Linked DNA regions of Mus musculus: region 2 is linked to region 1. A link is a contact called in public promoter capture Hi-C data. All regions are on one chromosome and are shown on one strand. Each heading gives the region's core, a stretch centred on a gene start, on an enhancer-like site or on the middle of the called end of the contact. The rest is flanking DNA. Distances are from core to core; before and after follow the strand shown. Region 1 overlaps Gm41147 (a long non-coding RNA gene). Region 2 holds the start of Gm35166 (a long non-coding RNA gene).

What was found. Capture Hi-C pulls out chosen DNA fragments and counts their contacts.
Region 2: a promoter capture Hi-C map of adipose tissue shows a contact between it and region 1. The contact joins two enhancer-like sites. A contact is called at or near these places in 2 of 484 Hi-C or Micro-C datasets (embryonic fibroblasts and embryonic stem cells), 2 of 115 datasets of contacts at active chromatin or transcription factors (bone marrow-derived macrophages and memory CD8 T cells) and 3 of 9 other capture datasets (adipose tissue, liver and pancreatic islet).

The regions. Positions count from the first base shown.
Region 1 is chr14:47,335,689-47,343,410 of GRCm38.p6, forward strand. It overlaps Gm41147 (a long non-coding RNA gene), which reads right to left. Exons shown (of 3, transcript XR_874595.2): 3 at 6,211-6,820. Among named protein-coding and RNA genes, the nearest start is that of Gm41147, 16 kb to the right of the region's middle. Within about 2 kb of position 6,308, at least 52 of the 459 cell types and tissues checked have an H3K27ac peak or open chromatin away from gene starts, as enhancers often do. A contact at or near this core is called in adipose tissue, where this site is marked.
Region 2 is chr14:47,501,436-47,508,930 of GRCm38.p6, forward strand. All of the region lies in intron 1 of Fbxo34 (F-box protein 34), which reads left to right. It overlaps Gm35166 (a long non-coding RNA gene), which reads right to left and starts at 6,774. Exons shown (of 2, transcript XR_383410.3): 1 at 6,696-6,774; 2 at 1,509-1,889. Within about 2 kb of position 3,331, at least 12 of the 459 cell types and tissues checked have an H3K27ac peak or open chromatin away from gene starts, as enhancers often do. A contact at or near this core is called in adipose tissue, where this site is marked.

The DNA.
Region 1 (7,722 bases), core at 5,058-7,557:
CTGTTAGCAAAGCCTGGGAGGTGACCAGAAATCTGGGGCCTGATGCTAACTCTGTGTTCCTTCCCTTATCAAGAACACACCCTCAAACCAGGCGTGGTGGCGCACGCCTTTAATCCCAGCACTGGGGAGGCAGAGGCAGGCGGATTTCTGAGTTCGAGGCCAGCCTGGTCTACAGAGTGAGTTCCAGGACAGCCTGTGCTACACAGAGAAACCCTGTCTTGGGAGAAAAAAAAAAATACACTCTCATTCCCTCCGGTGTCCATTAATGATGAATGTCTGCATGTGGCACGTGTGGAGAAAACTTGTCCTTTTGGATTGTGGCCAGCATGCGTGTAACAGCCAAAGACAAGCACACAAGCATATTCACAACAACGGATTCGTCTTGTTGTCGTTATTGTTTGGTTGGTTTTTGGTTTACTGTTTTGTTTGTTTTGTTGGTTGGTTCAGTTTTTGAGACAGTTTCTCCATGTAGCCCTGGCTGTCCTTACTCTGTAGATGAGTCTGGCCTCAACCTCAAGAGATCCACCTGCTTCTGCCTCCCGAGTGCTGGGGTTAAAAGCTTGTACCACCACACCCAGCTATTTTTGCTTACTTCCTTTCTCCCCTGGTTTTGTTTGCATCTTTTACAGACTTAGTTCCATGCTATTTTTTAATGTGTTTGAGTGTTTCGCCAGTGTATACGTTATGTGTACCATTTGTTTGTCTGGTGCCCCAGGAGGCCAGAAGAAGGCATTGGATTCCCAGGACTGGAGTTGCAGACAGTTGTGAGCTGCCATGTGGGTGCTGGGAATAGAACCCAGGTCCTCTGGCAGAGCAGCCAGTGCTCTTAAGCACTGAGCCATCCCTCCGGCTCCTCATCTTCCTTTTTCTCTTTAATTTTTGGTTTCCACTTTCTGTTTAAAGATGGAGTCTCTCACTGAGATTGGAGCTCATCACCTGACAGGCAGGCTAACCAGAGAACATCAGAGATCCACCTGCCTCTCCTGCCCACTCTTGAATTGTAGGCACAGGCTATGACAGCCAGCTCGTTATGTGAGTGCTCATAATAAAAGATCTAACTCTTCTTGAAAAGGTGCCATGGGGCCTCCTGTCAGGAGGGACGGGGGTGGGGGGGCGCGGGCAGGCGACCTGGGCAAGTGAGATGGCTCAGCAGGTAAAAGTGCTTTTACCTGGTGACCGGGTTCATTCCCAGAACTCACGAAGAGGGGGGAGGGGAGAACCAACTCACAAAGTTGACTTCTGACCTCCACATGCACAACCACTGACACACACATTTGTAATAGTAATTATTATTACTTTAAAAGTTTATGCCTCACCAGGCCTGGTGCAAACATCTAATCTCAGCTACTCCAGAGATTAAGGCGGAAGGATTTCAACATCAAGGCCTGCCTGGGTAACATAGTAAGACCTTGCCTTAAAACAAAACACAGTGCAACAAAATACAAACAAATGCAGAGATACAGCTGAGTCTTAGGGCCCGTATGTACTACTTGTACGGCTCTGGGTTCAATTCCCACAGGGAAATTTCCAACAGGGGAAGCAGGGGTTCCTGGGAGTCCTTAGCAGACTGACTTCCTTTTCCCAGGTCCTGCCAGGCTTTAGCAACTGGGGCTCCTTGCGGCTGGAAAAGGATTCCAGGACAAAAGCATGTTAGGTTGGATTAAGGGCTGGCCTCTCTAACCAGAGGCTAAAAAGCTTCCACACCTAGAGCTGAAAGGCCCATTTCCTCATCCAGTGCACTTTGGTGGAGCTTCCCTGAGCAGAGACGAGCTTGGGAATCAGACAGGCCCCACAAGCAGAACAAGCTTGAGGAATCCGACCAACAGCAGATCAGACAGTGTCAGGTGGATCTCTGTGAGTCTGAGGCCAGCCTGGTCCACGGAGTGAGCTCCAATACAGCTAAGGCAACACAGAGAAAAACCCGTCTGGGAAACCAACAGACATCTTTTTTTTTTTTTTTTCTGTTTTGGAAGCAGAGTCTCACGTTGTCCAGACTGGCTTTCCCCGGTATCTGAGGATGGATGACCTTGGACTCCTTCCTGGTCCTCCTGCTTGGAGCTCCCTTGCTGCTCCATAACTCAAGCTGTTACGCAGCGCTGGAGGGCGAGCCCAGCGCTCCTTGTTTCATTCAAGGTAGAGAAACAAAACTTTACCAACCGAGCTACATCTCCAACCCTATACAATTAAGAAAGGACTTACCTTTATTATTTAAATCGTGTATGTGTGTGTGTGTGTGTGTGTGTGTCTGGAGCTGGGTGCTATTAGGTGCTGGGAACCTAACTCAAGTCCCCTGGAAGAGCAGTAAGTGTTCTTAACCACTGAGCCATCGCTCCAGCCTTATACAATTTTTAATAGTTCCATTTTAGATAATTTTTTAAAAAATTTATTTATTAAAAAATGTATATGTAAGTACACTGTAGTTGTCCTCAGACACCCCAGAAGAGAGCATCAGATTTCATTACAGATGGTTGTAAGCCACCATGTGGTTGCTGGAATTTGAACTCAGGGCCTTCAGAAGAGCAAGGTCCTTAACTTGTAAGTGCTCTTAACTGCTGAGCCATCTCTCCAGCCCCCATATGTTCTATTGTACCTATCAATTCCCATGATGCATCAGGTTTCAATCATACCCACACCTGGTTGGGCGTCAGCATAAACAGAGGTAAAGTCTCACTTGAAAGACACAGTTTGGCTTACTTCACATGCACCCGATCAGCCCTTCTATCTTCCTACCATTGGAAATATGCTTGCATATAAACTGCCTGAATTTGATTCTCACTGGGGCAGAGAGACATATGCTGTTGTTCAGAGAGGGGTATACTTGTAGCCTGACACGAGTGGGAACCCAAGGGAATTTTGGGGTTACTAGGTGTGTTGTTTGCAGAGGTGTGTGTGTGTGCACGTACACACACACACTCGCTAATACATGCAGGTAAAGGAAGTAGGTTGCAGGTGGGTGAATAACCCAAACAAGTGGAGTACCAGGTCAGTTAATTATCCCCTGTGCTTGCCTGTCTCAGTGACACAAACTGATCTTTTCAGAGACAGCATCTCTCACTGAGCCTGATTAGAGACCAGCCTAGCAAGATCTCATATCAAAAAAGGAAACACTGGGCAGGGAGATGGGCAAAGTACTTGCCATGCAAGGATGAGGAACTGGGTTTGGGTTCCTGGGGCTCACTTAAAAGCCGGGTCTGAGCTGGGTGTGGCGGCACACACCTTTAATCCCAGCACTTGGGAGGCAGAGGCAGGCAGATTTCTGAGTTTGAGGACAGCCTGGTCTACAAAGTGAGTTCCAGGACAGCCAGGGCTACACAGAGAAACCCTGTCTCAAAAAGGAAGAGAGAGAGAGAGAGGGAGAGAGAGAGAGAGAGAGCAAGGAAGGAAGGAAGGAAGGAAGGAAGGAAGGAAGGAAGGAAGGAAGAAAGAAAGAAAGAAAGAAAGAAAGAAAGAAAGAGAAAGGAAGGAAGGAAGGAAGGAAGGAAGGAAGGAAGGAAGGAAGGAAGGAAGGAAGGAAGGAAGAGAGAAAGGAAGAGAGAAAGGAAGAGAGAAAGAAAAAAGAAAAAAGCCGGGTCTGGCAGCATATGTCTGTAATCCCAGCACTTCAAAGACAGAGAGAGACAGAACCTGCGACCCATGAGTCAGCCAGTGTAGCCAGTGTAGCCCAGTGTAGCCAGTGCAGAGCCCCAGGTTCAGAGAGACACCATCAAAACATAAGGTGGAGGATGCTGGAGGGATGGCTCAGTGGTTAGGAACCTTGGCTGCTCGTGCTGAGGACCCAGGTGTGGTTCCTAGCACCCACAAAGCAGTTTACAGCTGCCTGTAACTCCAGTCCCAGGGGATATGATGCCCTTTTCTGGTTTCTAAGGTGCACCCACATGCACACATAATTACCCTCAGGCACCCATATACACACATACATATAAATGTAATTTGTAATAAGGGGAGGAGCAATAAAGGAATATATAGCTGGAGTAAAAGCTAGTCTTCACATGCAGGTACAGGCATGGGCGTGCTCATGGGTGCACACACATACACTCACATATACACACTCAAATAATCATAACGGTTTTTTAAAGAAAGAAAACACTCCCACCACCACCGCCACCACACACGCAAATCCGCAGAGCCTCACATTGCTAGTGGGAGCCCTACAGTGGTGCGCACACACAGGTGAGTGCACCTACTTGCACCCTCGTGCCTTGTAGTCCTGGGCTGCAGCTTTGCCTCGGATCTGTTCATACAATCCTTAAAAGGAAATTCGCTCAGTCCGGTATCTAATCCAGTAGAGTTAACTGAACAAGGCAAACAAACGGATTCAAGAAATGAGACATCTCCCAGGCCAGACAGCTTCTGAGAATCCCAACTGGCTGGCTCAGACAGCATTTCTGGGGAAGCAGAAGAGAGGCATAGGAAACAACTGGGCTGGGCGAGGCTCAGAAGCCCTGATCTCCTGCGCCACCATAACAAATGAATGAATGAATGAATGAATGAATGAATGAATGAATGAATGAATGAAACTTACGTGTGTGTGTGTGTGTGTGTGTGAACATGTGAATGTAACTAAAATCAAGGTTAAGAACCATTTCTTCTAGATCTAAATGGGACACCCCCAAATTCAGCAGCAATCACCCAGCTCGTTTTGAAGATGTTCTACTGGAGTTGAACAAGGTCAGTGTCCCTGGCTGCCTTCTTATCTTTGTCTCTCGAAGGCTATTGGATCAGGTCATGGCCTGGGTGGGAGGTCAATCATGAGCTGACATAACTGCTCATAACCTTCCCATAGCCAGCGGCCGGTACACTCATTAGGCAGTAGGGGTTGAAACAATCGAGGTAGGAGTTGCTGGGGCTGGACTGGGCCAGGATGGTATTGAGAGGCAGCACAATAGGGCTGGCGTAGCTGGGTCCCTGACCAATAGAGCCTACATTGCTGGGTTCCTGAGCCAAAGACAGATTTGAGGAGTTGGAACAAATTCCTGGAATGTGTCTAGCCTGGCATGAAGGCATACACCTATTACTTGTTGGCTGGTCTTGCTACTGGGCGAAAGCAGCAAGCTCAGGGTGGGGCTGGCACTGAAGAGTCCACCAAAAAGCCCATGTCATCTGTAAGTCTGTTTAGAAGGCACACGGGCGGATCTGCTACTGGACCAATGGAAACAAGCCTGCTCACGTGGAGGAAAGGTGGAGAGTAAAAGAGGCCTGCCAGAGGAACAGATGATCCCTCCATGAGCAGTATTCCCAGAGCACAGGAGAGGAGCAGGAGTGGCCGGGTACCAACCAGGCCTCCCTTGGAACTGTCTCCCTCCCGCCAGGCTCTGTGCCTGCCCACTGCTTCCCTGCTAACTGAATCCCACTTGTAAGCAATGCCATCTTGGTTACCCTCTACTAAAGTGCAGAATCCTGAAAGGAAAGGCACTCCAGTTCAACAGGTCTGTGGAGTTAGTTCATCAATTGTTCAACCGATTTGAGTCGGATGCATTGGGAAATGAGATTCATTCAGGGTGACTTAAGAAGATGCCATTAGAGCCGGCGGGCAGTGGTGGCACACGCCTTTAATCCCAGCACTCAGGAGGCAGAGGCAGGCAGATTTCTGAGTTTGAGGCCAGCCTGGTCTACAAAGTGAGTTCCAGGACAGCCAGGGCTACACAGAGAAACCTTGTCTCAAAAAAAAAAAAAAACAAAAACAAAAACAAAAAAAGAAGATTCCCTTAAAACTCCAACTTTGGACTCGACACCTCTGGTCACCAGAAAGGGAGCTGGAGCTGAGGCAGGAGGATAGCAGAAAGATCTCCAACACTTCCAGCACCCTTGAGGAGCTTTTAGCCTTGTTACAGGGAAATACACAATGAACAGGCCCAAGCACTGGCAATGTGGTGCTGGCAGGTCGTGCCCACCCCCTTCCTTCTCCTTTGCTCAACCTTTAGATTCTAAAGCCAGCCTCCCCCCCCGCCCCCCGACCAAGGTCTATTCCCCTATCTGTCCACTTTCTTGTGCCTGACTAAAACTCCAAGGTCCAGCAATCAGAATTCATTATTTCGATACTCTGGTTAACCTGTTTAATCAGGACTTGTCAATTCAATCCAGCACAGACCTTCCCCCATTCCCCCTTAAAACCCACTCCCGAAGAAACACCTGCTGTCTGTCTTTGTCTGATCCAGAGGCAGGCCCCCTTCCCCTCCCACTTGTCCCTCTGGGGTACTGTCCTTTGTGCTGAGAATTTGTTGTCTGGGTGTGTGCTGTGTAGCCTCCATGGCAGAGCTAGGAAGTGTTACGAAGGGCCCCAGTGAAGGCCAGAGCTGAGTGCGGCTGTGTCAAAGAGCCCTTTCACACACTCTCACAGCTGAACCACACTGACTCTTTCATTCAGAGGCCCAGAAAGTTGGCTATTACAACCCCGTGGTTTTCTAAATACGAACATGGGTGTAACTTCCTGGTTCTGAGGCCTGCCTTGGTTCTGACCCTCCAGAGTCCTCCCTAGGATGTATTAAATGGAGTCATTCATAGGTGTTTGCAGGGTGCTTGAGGGCCCCACCCACCTTTTTTGCTTATTTTCTCCACTCTGTCCACTTGCCAAGTCCTGGTGGTGGGCTGAGTGGTTTCACAGTTGCTAGACTGTCTGTCACAGTAAAGCTCACGAGGCACCCTTGTGAGAATGTCACCAGCCAGACTGTCAGTGGGAAGGGAGGACTGTGACCATCAATCAAACGGAGCCAGTTGAGGTGGTCGAGGTGGTGCTCCTCCGTGTTCCCAGCTCTCGGGGGAAGGAGCCAGGAGGATCGGATCAAAACCAGATTAGCGAGTTCAAGTTCGAGGCCACTGTGGGCTACATGAGGCAATGGTTCAAAACAAGAAAGACAGAAAAAAAAGTTAAAAGAGTTAGGCTTCGGGAATTAGAGAGGAGACCAAGAAGGGTGAAAATAGGGCACGAGGATGGGTGGGAGTGGGGGAGAGGGTGCATGGGACAGGAAAGATGCACAAGGCTCTCAGGAAAGGGCCACAGGGGATAAGAGCAGCAAAGAGAGGGAGGCGAGGGGAAGGAGCACTAAGACACTCAGATTGTAAAATGCTATACTGAGCTCTAATACCTTGTACGGTAATTTTACATTTTAAAGAGTTGAATGCTTTCGAGACTTATTTACTTCTATTTCATTTGTATGCGTGTTTGTCTGAATGGATGTTTGTGTCCAAGAGAGCAAGAAAGAGATTGGGACTAGAGTTACAGACAGTTGCGAGCTGCCATGTGAGTGCTGGGAAATGAGTTTGAGTCCTCTGAAGAACAGTCAGTCTCTCCAGCACACTAACATCCAGTTAGTTAGTTAGTTAGTTAGTTAGTTAGTTAGTTAGTTAGTTAGTGTTTTTTTTTTCCAGACTGAGTTTCTCTGTGTAACCCTGGCTATCCTGGAACTCGCTCTGTAGACCAGGCTGGCCTTGAAGAACTTGCTTCTGCCTCCTGAGCACTGAGATCCAAGTCTGGATTCAAAATCTGCACCATGCAGATGTGTAGGAATCAAATCAGCATCAGACTTGTGGGTGTCAATTCTGCACCAGGCTTCACGATGACACCTGGTTGGGAAAAGCATTCAGAGCTGAGCTGCACACAAATGTGGAGAAGCCACAGAAGGGAATGGGAGAACCCATGGTAGGGGGCGGGACTGGAGTTAGGCCCGCTGGATGGACGGCTGCTTCCTAGTACAGATCTGTCACAGATACTGGAGCACTGGCTGT
Region 2 (7,495 bases), core at 2,081-4,580, 160 kb after region 1:
TCGCGCACGCATGTGTGTGTGTGTGTGTGTGTGTGTGTGTGTGTGTGTGTGTGTGTGAGTGAAGGGTGCTGCACAGCTTTTTGCCCCTTTTGATTTGATCCAGGCTGTGGACAGTGTCGTCCACGCACAACACAGGCAAGTCTTCACTCATTCAAGTCTTTCAGAAAATATCTTCCCAGGCACCAGAGGTCCATTCAGTCAAGTAACCATCAGAACAGATGTACAGTCTCTTTGTATGACCAGTTCTGGGTGTGTCAAAGAAGCACTTTTGGAGTGCAGCATTTTACGTCCCCTTCTCCATAATGTCTGAAGATGGCTCACCCCGCCCTTATTGTTAGCTGGATATAGTCTCTAGTTTGAAAAGTTTGCCTCCGACACTCTACCTTCCTTTCTTCCCTCCCTCTTCGTAAAGAAATGTTGTCTTATAGTTTTCTCTTGCTTTTTGGTTGCTTGAAGCCCAAAGCCATTTGAATGTATTTTGTTGCTGTTGTTTGGACAGGATCTTTCTGGATCTTAGGCTATCTGGAACTCTCTAATGGAACTGACTTCATAGTTGGGGCTCTCCGCTTGAGTCTGCCAAGTGCCAAGATCACAGAGCTGAGCTGCCCTGCCTAGCTGAGTCCTGCCTGTGTGATTGGTTCTTCAGCCTCAGTGTGTGAAATGTTTCTGTCGGATAGTACTGAGGGCACTGGCGCTGAGGGAGCCTGTCATCAGGGAACTGTGGCCTAATCATTTTGTTGGTGGCTTTCCTTCTTTTTTTCAGTTTCTCTTAGTTTTATTTTGAACACAGGTCACTGGATTTTCTGAACATATCATACAGTGTTTTTATTTTTACTATTGAGGATGTAGTTTCTTTCTCTCCTTTCCCTCCACTCTTGTTACATTTGCGGTCATGAGATTCTTGTGCTCGACTCTTCTGGTAGATCTCCCTCCCATCTTGCCTTCTTTTCCTTCCATGGTGGCTGTTGTGCTGCAGAGGCTGGTGATGATCTAAGACCCTCCTGCCTCTGCCTCCCAAGTGCTCACATTAGAGTCCTGCCCCACTTCCCTTGTCTCCTTATTTTATCTTTATTCTGGAGACATCTAAACTCTTTTTTTTTTTTTTTTTTTGAGACAGGGTTTCTCTGTGTAGCCCTGCTGTCCTGGAACTCACTCTGTAGACCAGGCTGGCCTCGAACTCAGAAATCTACCTGCCTCTGCCTTCTGAGTGCTGGGATTAAAGGCGTGTGCCACCACAACCGGTTTAGAGATGTCTAAATTCTTGATTTCTTGTTTCATGGTGGAATTGGATAGGAAAGCTCTAAATATGCAAATAGGACTTAACAGCTAATGTTAAGTTCCACTGTTGGGTAACCTGCCAGATTTCGTTTGGAGGTGTCTTACTTTTTTTTTTTTTTTTTCTGTGATTGAATTCCCTAGTGACTTCCCATTTCCCTCAAAGTGACTGTTAGCCTTTTAAGAAGAGCATTGGTAGATGGAGCTACGGTCAATGATATGTTAAAGGCAGCTCATATGAAAGAAACATTTAATGGAAAGATGGCTTAGCAGTTAAGAGACCTGAGGACCCAAGCCCAATCCCCAGCACCCACACGGTGCTCCCAACAGTCTGCAGCTCCAGTCACACGGCGCCTCTTCTCCTCCTCTGCTTTCCTTGGCGATGCATGTGCTTGTGAGTTTGTTAACTTTGGCCTGAGTAATAAGTAACATTCGATAGCTTGGGACACTTCAGTAAGACGCTTGCACCACTGAGTCAGCACACGCTGCAGAGACACACGTTTGTTGGGTGTTTACCACTTTACTGTATATCCTGGGCCAGGGTCTCTGTACTTGATCACTGTGCAGGTGTTAGAGGAACTTCTCTTCCTCTCTGAAGGCTCCAAAATTGAGTTCTGGTGACAAACCACAATAGATTAGCAAGAGAAAAGGCATGCACATTTTTGTATATTCTTCCTAGGGACACTGGAAGCTGAGGATACATGCAGTTTTTGAGTATTTTGAGTAAATGGTTTTAAGGGAAGATTAATAGCCACCAAGAACAGACAATAACAGTCAGGGGCAAAGTTCATCTGAGCTCTGGACATAGTGTTATCCCAGCCATCTTTTCCTGAAAGTCACTCTTTCCTGTTCTCCAGGTTATAGGGAGGAGAACTTAGGACTGCCATTCCTTATGGAAGAACTTTAGTCAGATTAGGAACTCCAGAGATGGAAGCAAGTTAGAGACCCTGGTTTTGAGATTGCTTTTATAGTTTTAAGTTTTATTTAGCATGTCAGCATGCCCAGCTCTGCAGCGTTACCTCTCATCACCTCTGAAGTCCAGAGAACCATCTGTTGTAACGCTCTCAGAGGACCCACAGCGTATTGCAAGGGGGGGAAGGGGGAAGGGCAGATAAGTATACTGTGACAAAAGAGAGAGAAATCGGATAATGTCTCAGGAAGATGTTGGCCATTCCATTTTAGCCTTCTCCTGCTACCTGTTTGTTTGAATTGTTAGGTGTGTGTATGTGTGTGAACACACATATGTTCATATTATCTTTCATCACCTTCTAGTTATTGATGCAGGATCTCTCTTTGAACCTAGAGCTCACCAATTCTGGCTAGCCTAGCCATCCAGCTTGCCCAGGAGTCTGTGTGTCTCTGCCTCCCAAGTGCTGAGATTACAGGCAGCTGGCCAGCCTGCCTGGCATTCCCTAACTGAGGGCTGGGCATCTGGTCCTCACACTTGTCAGGCTAGCGCTTAATCACTGAAGCAGCTCTTGTCCTTGACTTCCTGTTTCTGTGGCTTTGGGATGATGTTCTCTGATGTTTACCTTACAGCTAACTCAGTGTTCTTCAGCATCCGAGTCCTTTACCTCATGTTTTTGTTTCCAGAAATTCTTGATAAAATAGGTAAATGACTTCAGCTATTAAAGGGATTTCGAAATAAGCCTGGCCAACCTCCAATTGGTTTGCAAGTCAGGAAAAGACTTTGCTTATTGTGGAGGGGAATTTTTCACTTTCTTGAAGTGTATCTGTAGTGGTTGTGAAAGACCCCTGTTTCTGGGGAGACTCTTGCTCAAGTCCCGGGATGAGCCGATGCCCCAATAACTGGAGAGAAACCATTCTTGATGCAATATCTATCGTATGAGGTTTATCAGCATGCTGAGGCCAAGCTCATAACCCACCCAGGGGCAGAGAAGATCGGCCCCCAGCAGTTGCAGTCGAGGGCTTTTTGGAAAACTGAATGACCTGTGGTTGCTTGTTTGCTTATGAGTATGTGGGAAGAGGAAGCAGTGTCAGAGCACACTGTTTGCTCTTCAGAAGAGCTGGAACCGTGATATCTCACTGTTGCTAATTCCTTAGCGATTCCAGTTGTCCGTCAGTGGCTGGCTCGAGTGACCCAGTCACTCACATCCACTCTGGTAGGCAGTTAACTGCTTTACTCTAGTGAGAGTTTGGGTCTTAGGCATCATGGGAATGGCCTGCTAAGACGGCCAGTGCCCTTCACTTCAGAGCAGGCAGGCCATGTCATATTCCACTACTGCACATTCTCCTGCCTTGTTTTTACTGACAGATCCATGCATGACCAGTGAAGAAATGCCATGGGAAACAAGGTGATGATTTAAAATGGAAACAGAACTTCAGAGACAGAGGCAGAACGATCATTACAGATTAAAACAAGCTTGGCACTCAGTCTCAAAACATATGAAAAGGAAAGGAGGTGAGAAGGAATGAGGGTGTAAACTTCTGGGTCAATTAAATTCTTAGATTCCTCTATTAAGGAGTACATCTTACCTCTTTTTTGGTTTTGTTTTGGTTGTTTGTTTCTGTGCTGAATATTGAACCCAGGGTCTTGCGTGTTAGGTTACCACTGAGCTAAATACCTATGTTTCACACACATGGTTTAATTTTTCAGAAGATGTTTGTGGTTTGAGACAATAACTATTGTAACTAACGTGAGTAGATACCTCAGAGTCCCTTGCAACACCGTACATGTGGATTCCACATGGACCCAGGTGAAAGTGGGCATTCAACATTGTGAGGAATGGTGGTGGTTTTAGTTTCTGTTCTGTTGCTGTAAGGAGACACCATGACAAAGGCAACTTTTAAGAAAGGACATTTAACTGGGGGCCTGCTTACAGTTTCAGAGGGCGAATCCATCATGGTGGGAACATGGCAGCCAGCAAACAGGCATGGCACTAGAGCCACCACTCTGAACAGAGGCAGAGAGAGAAAGCCCTCCAGTAACACACTTCCTCCAGCAAGGCCGCGCCTCCTAAACCTTCCCAAACAGTTTAACCAACCAGGAAAACGAGCATTCAAATACTTGAGTCTATGGGACCCATTGTCCCTTCAGTAACTACAGTAAAGATCTACTTATAAGAGTATCCAGTTGCTAGGTTTTTACAGTCTCTGTTCCTCTTTTCAGTCTTCTGACACTATTGTCTTTTGCAGGCGAGAGGTTTTTGTTATTGTTGTTGTTGTTGTTCTTACCCCTAGCTGATGTGATGAAATCTAGGTCAGACTAGACATGGCTAATTGCTGTTTTCAGACCTTGTAATTCCCAGTGCTTTCCTCAGAAATGCTTCTCTTTTTGGAAGGAAGGGGTGGGCAAGAGGATTGGTCCAAGTTTCTTTACAAGCGTATGTTCAAGACCATCATCTGTGGTGTCTGGAAGGACCTCCTCCAGAACTTTCTCCATGTGAAAAATCACCTTGAATTGTGTTCATCAGATTTCCTTCAGTGAAAAAGTGGGATATTCTTGGTTATGAAACTGGCCTGCATTTGCCTTGGCATTGCCTATGTGAATTTGAAATACAGAATCTATAAATAACGAGGGACCTTTGAAAACATGGTCTAGAGAGACCTATACCGGGCTTTTCTTATTTTACTTTTGCTGGAGTGAGGATTGAGCTTGGAACCTTGTGCATACCAGGAAACAGTCCATCACTGCCATTACTGCAGGTTTGAAAAGCTTCTCCAGGCCCTGGGCCTTGTGGCTAGGACAGCGTGTAGTTGAGCAGACCCCTTAGCAAGCTCTTCTGTTAGCCTTAGAGGTAATGTGGGTAGCCATGGTGGGAGAGCCTGAGCCTGCTCCCAGTTGCTTTCACAGAGCACTTCCAACAGTCAGGATGGCAGGAATGTGCCAGCTTGGGGTCTCTGTTCACAGGTTCGCAGTAGACACTTTTTTCTTTTCTTCCCTAGATAAGGAACCCTGTGTAGGGCTGGCTGTTCTGGAACTTAGGCAGGAAGATCATGTTTGAGTCTGCCCAAGGTGACATACTGAGACCTAGTCTCTAAGTCTCAAAAGTCCTTAAAGCTCTACGGTGAGAAAGTTCTTAATGCACAGTCATGGTTTTGTTAAAACTTCTGTTAAAGCTGAAGTACTGTTGCTATGCAGATGGTCACATAAAATGGGAACATAGCAACGAAAAAGAAACCAGTGTGGGTTGAACCATTAAAAATATCTCTATGATTCACTAAAATAGTTTTCATTTGGGTCAACTTGCTAATGCTGTAATCTTGTTTTTATTCATCTTTGAGAAAAACCAAATATGAAGTAGACAAAGTAGACTTGTCAAGATGGCTCAGCAGTTTACGGTGCTGTGCTAGGCCTGATGACCCGTTTGATCCCCGTGTCTCCTCCTGTGGTGGAAGGAGAGCCATTTTAACCTCCATATGCCCACCATGACACATGGTATTTTCTAAATAAAATAAAACAGGCAAAAGAAAATAACAAGGCATGCCTTTAGCGTTTCTCCATTGGTGAATTGTAGGGCATGAACTTTGTGATGTAAAAGAATCTTAAGACATTTGCTTGTAGAAGCTGATGGGACTTTGCTTTTTCCTCAGTGACTGGTCAGAAAGGATCTTACTTCCAGGAATACTTGGTTGTCCTCCCAGGATACTATCCCCAGATGTCTCCCAACGACAGACTTGAGCAGTGCTGCCAAAGGCATGCCACTTCGATTTTCTAGCTGCCCTAAGTACTTGTGCCTGAGATCTGAGTGAGCCCAGTGGGAAGTAGCCTCCGGGTAAGCTGGGGGTTTTGTCAGTTTCGGGAAGGGAAAGTTCTCAGCCGTTTTTTTTTTTTTAAACAGGGTACAGGTCTGTTTCTGCCTCTCCATTTAATTGATCTAATGATCCCTTAAGTCTCACTCCAGATACAATGACCCTGGAGACTAGGGCTTCAGCCTAAGGGGCACAAGCTCCACTATGCAGTGCTGAGTGTCACTTCCTCTGAGCTTGTGGGATAGCTTCTCAACACGGTCTGCATTTCAGGACCAGCACACATGACCCTTTGCTTTTCCTGCTTCCATATCTTACCTTAGTGGATCTTTATTTGCAACAAGACCATTGCCCGAAACCGGGCGTGGTGGCGCAGGCCTTTAATCCCAGCACTCAGGAGGCAGAGGCAGGCGGATTTCTGAGTTCGAGGCCAGACTGGTCTACAAAGTGAGTTCCAGGACAGCCAGGGCTACACAGAGAAACCCTGTCTCGGGAAAAAAAAAAAAAAAAAAAAGACCATTGCCTGGGAACCTTTTCTATTTCCTAGTATGTTTTGACTCTGAATATCTATGACGCTGAGCTCCGTGATGGAGTAGAGCTAGCTGTACGTAACAAGCACAGCCCAACACTTTTGTTTTCTTTGGTCTTCTTACTCTTGTTTCCTGTAACCAGACAATGTAAAATTTTTGTTAGAGTCAAAAAAGTATCACCTTATGTTTATAGATATACTCTAAAGTTGGTTCTCTTGGTCCTAGCTCATTCCTAATAAGAACAAAGCTCCAGAATGCTCTGCACTTTCAGCAGAGTGGTTTGTTGCCATGGTAACAAGGCATCTGCTTATTCTGAGGTAGGGTTCTCTGTTCTATTGCTTTCAGGAGAATTAAAAAAACAAAACAAAACCTAAAAAACAAAAAAGTCCAAATGCCTTCTTGTAGACTTGACAGTGTGACCTGTTCAGGGTATATCTAAATGTCCTTAACTTACAAATATGGCAGCACAGCTAAGGTATATTGCACAGGAAGGACAGTCCCTTGAGTTGGACTTTTGTCACCTTATGGAGGCTTCAAAACAGATCCAGGCGGGCTTCTTACAGGTGCCTGAGGATAACCTGATAACTTCCTGTTAAGCATCATTACCGTCCCCTGTCTCCTTCCCAGTCCATCTTGGAAACAGCTATCTGGCAGAGGTTTAGGAAAATAGTCACATGAGACAAACATGAAAGTGATTTTACTTGGGCCAAGTTGCCCATGTGGGTGGGCCCCACAGTCTTTCATCTGAACATGGCGGTCGAAATTTTGAAGTGCATTTCTCAGATCTCAGCATGGAGCAAGGCTGTTTGTTGATGAAGGGAACAGAATGAATAGATGAAGGGAACAAAATGAAACAGTGGTGGCTTATAGAACAGAGGGCAGCAGCGGACAGTGGCAAATGGTGGTTGACTTCATTAAAGTTTGAGTGCAGACCTAGTGGGATGTGTGAAGAGGAAAAGGGGCCCAAGAACAGGGCTTTG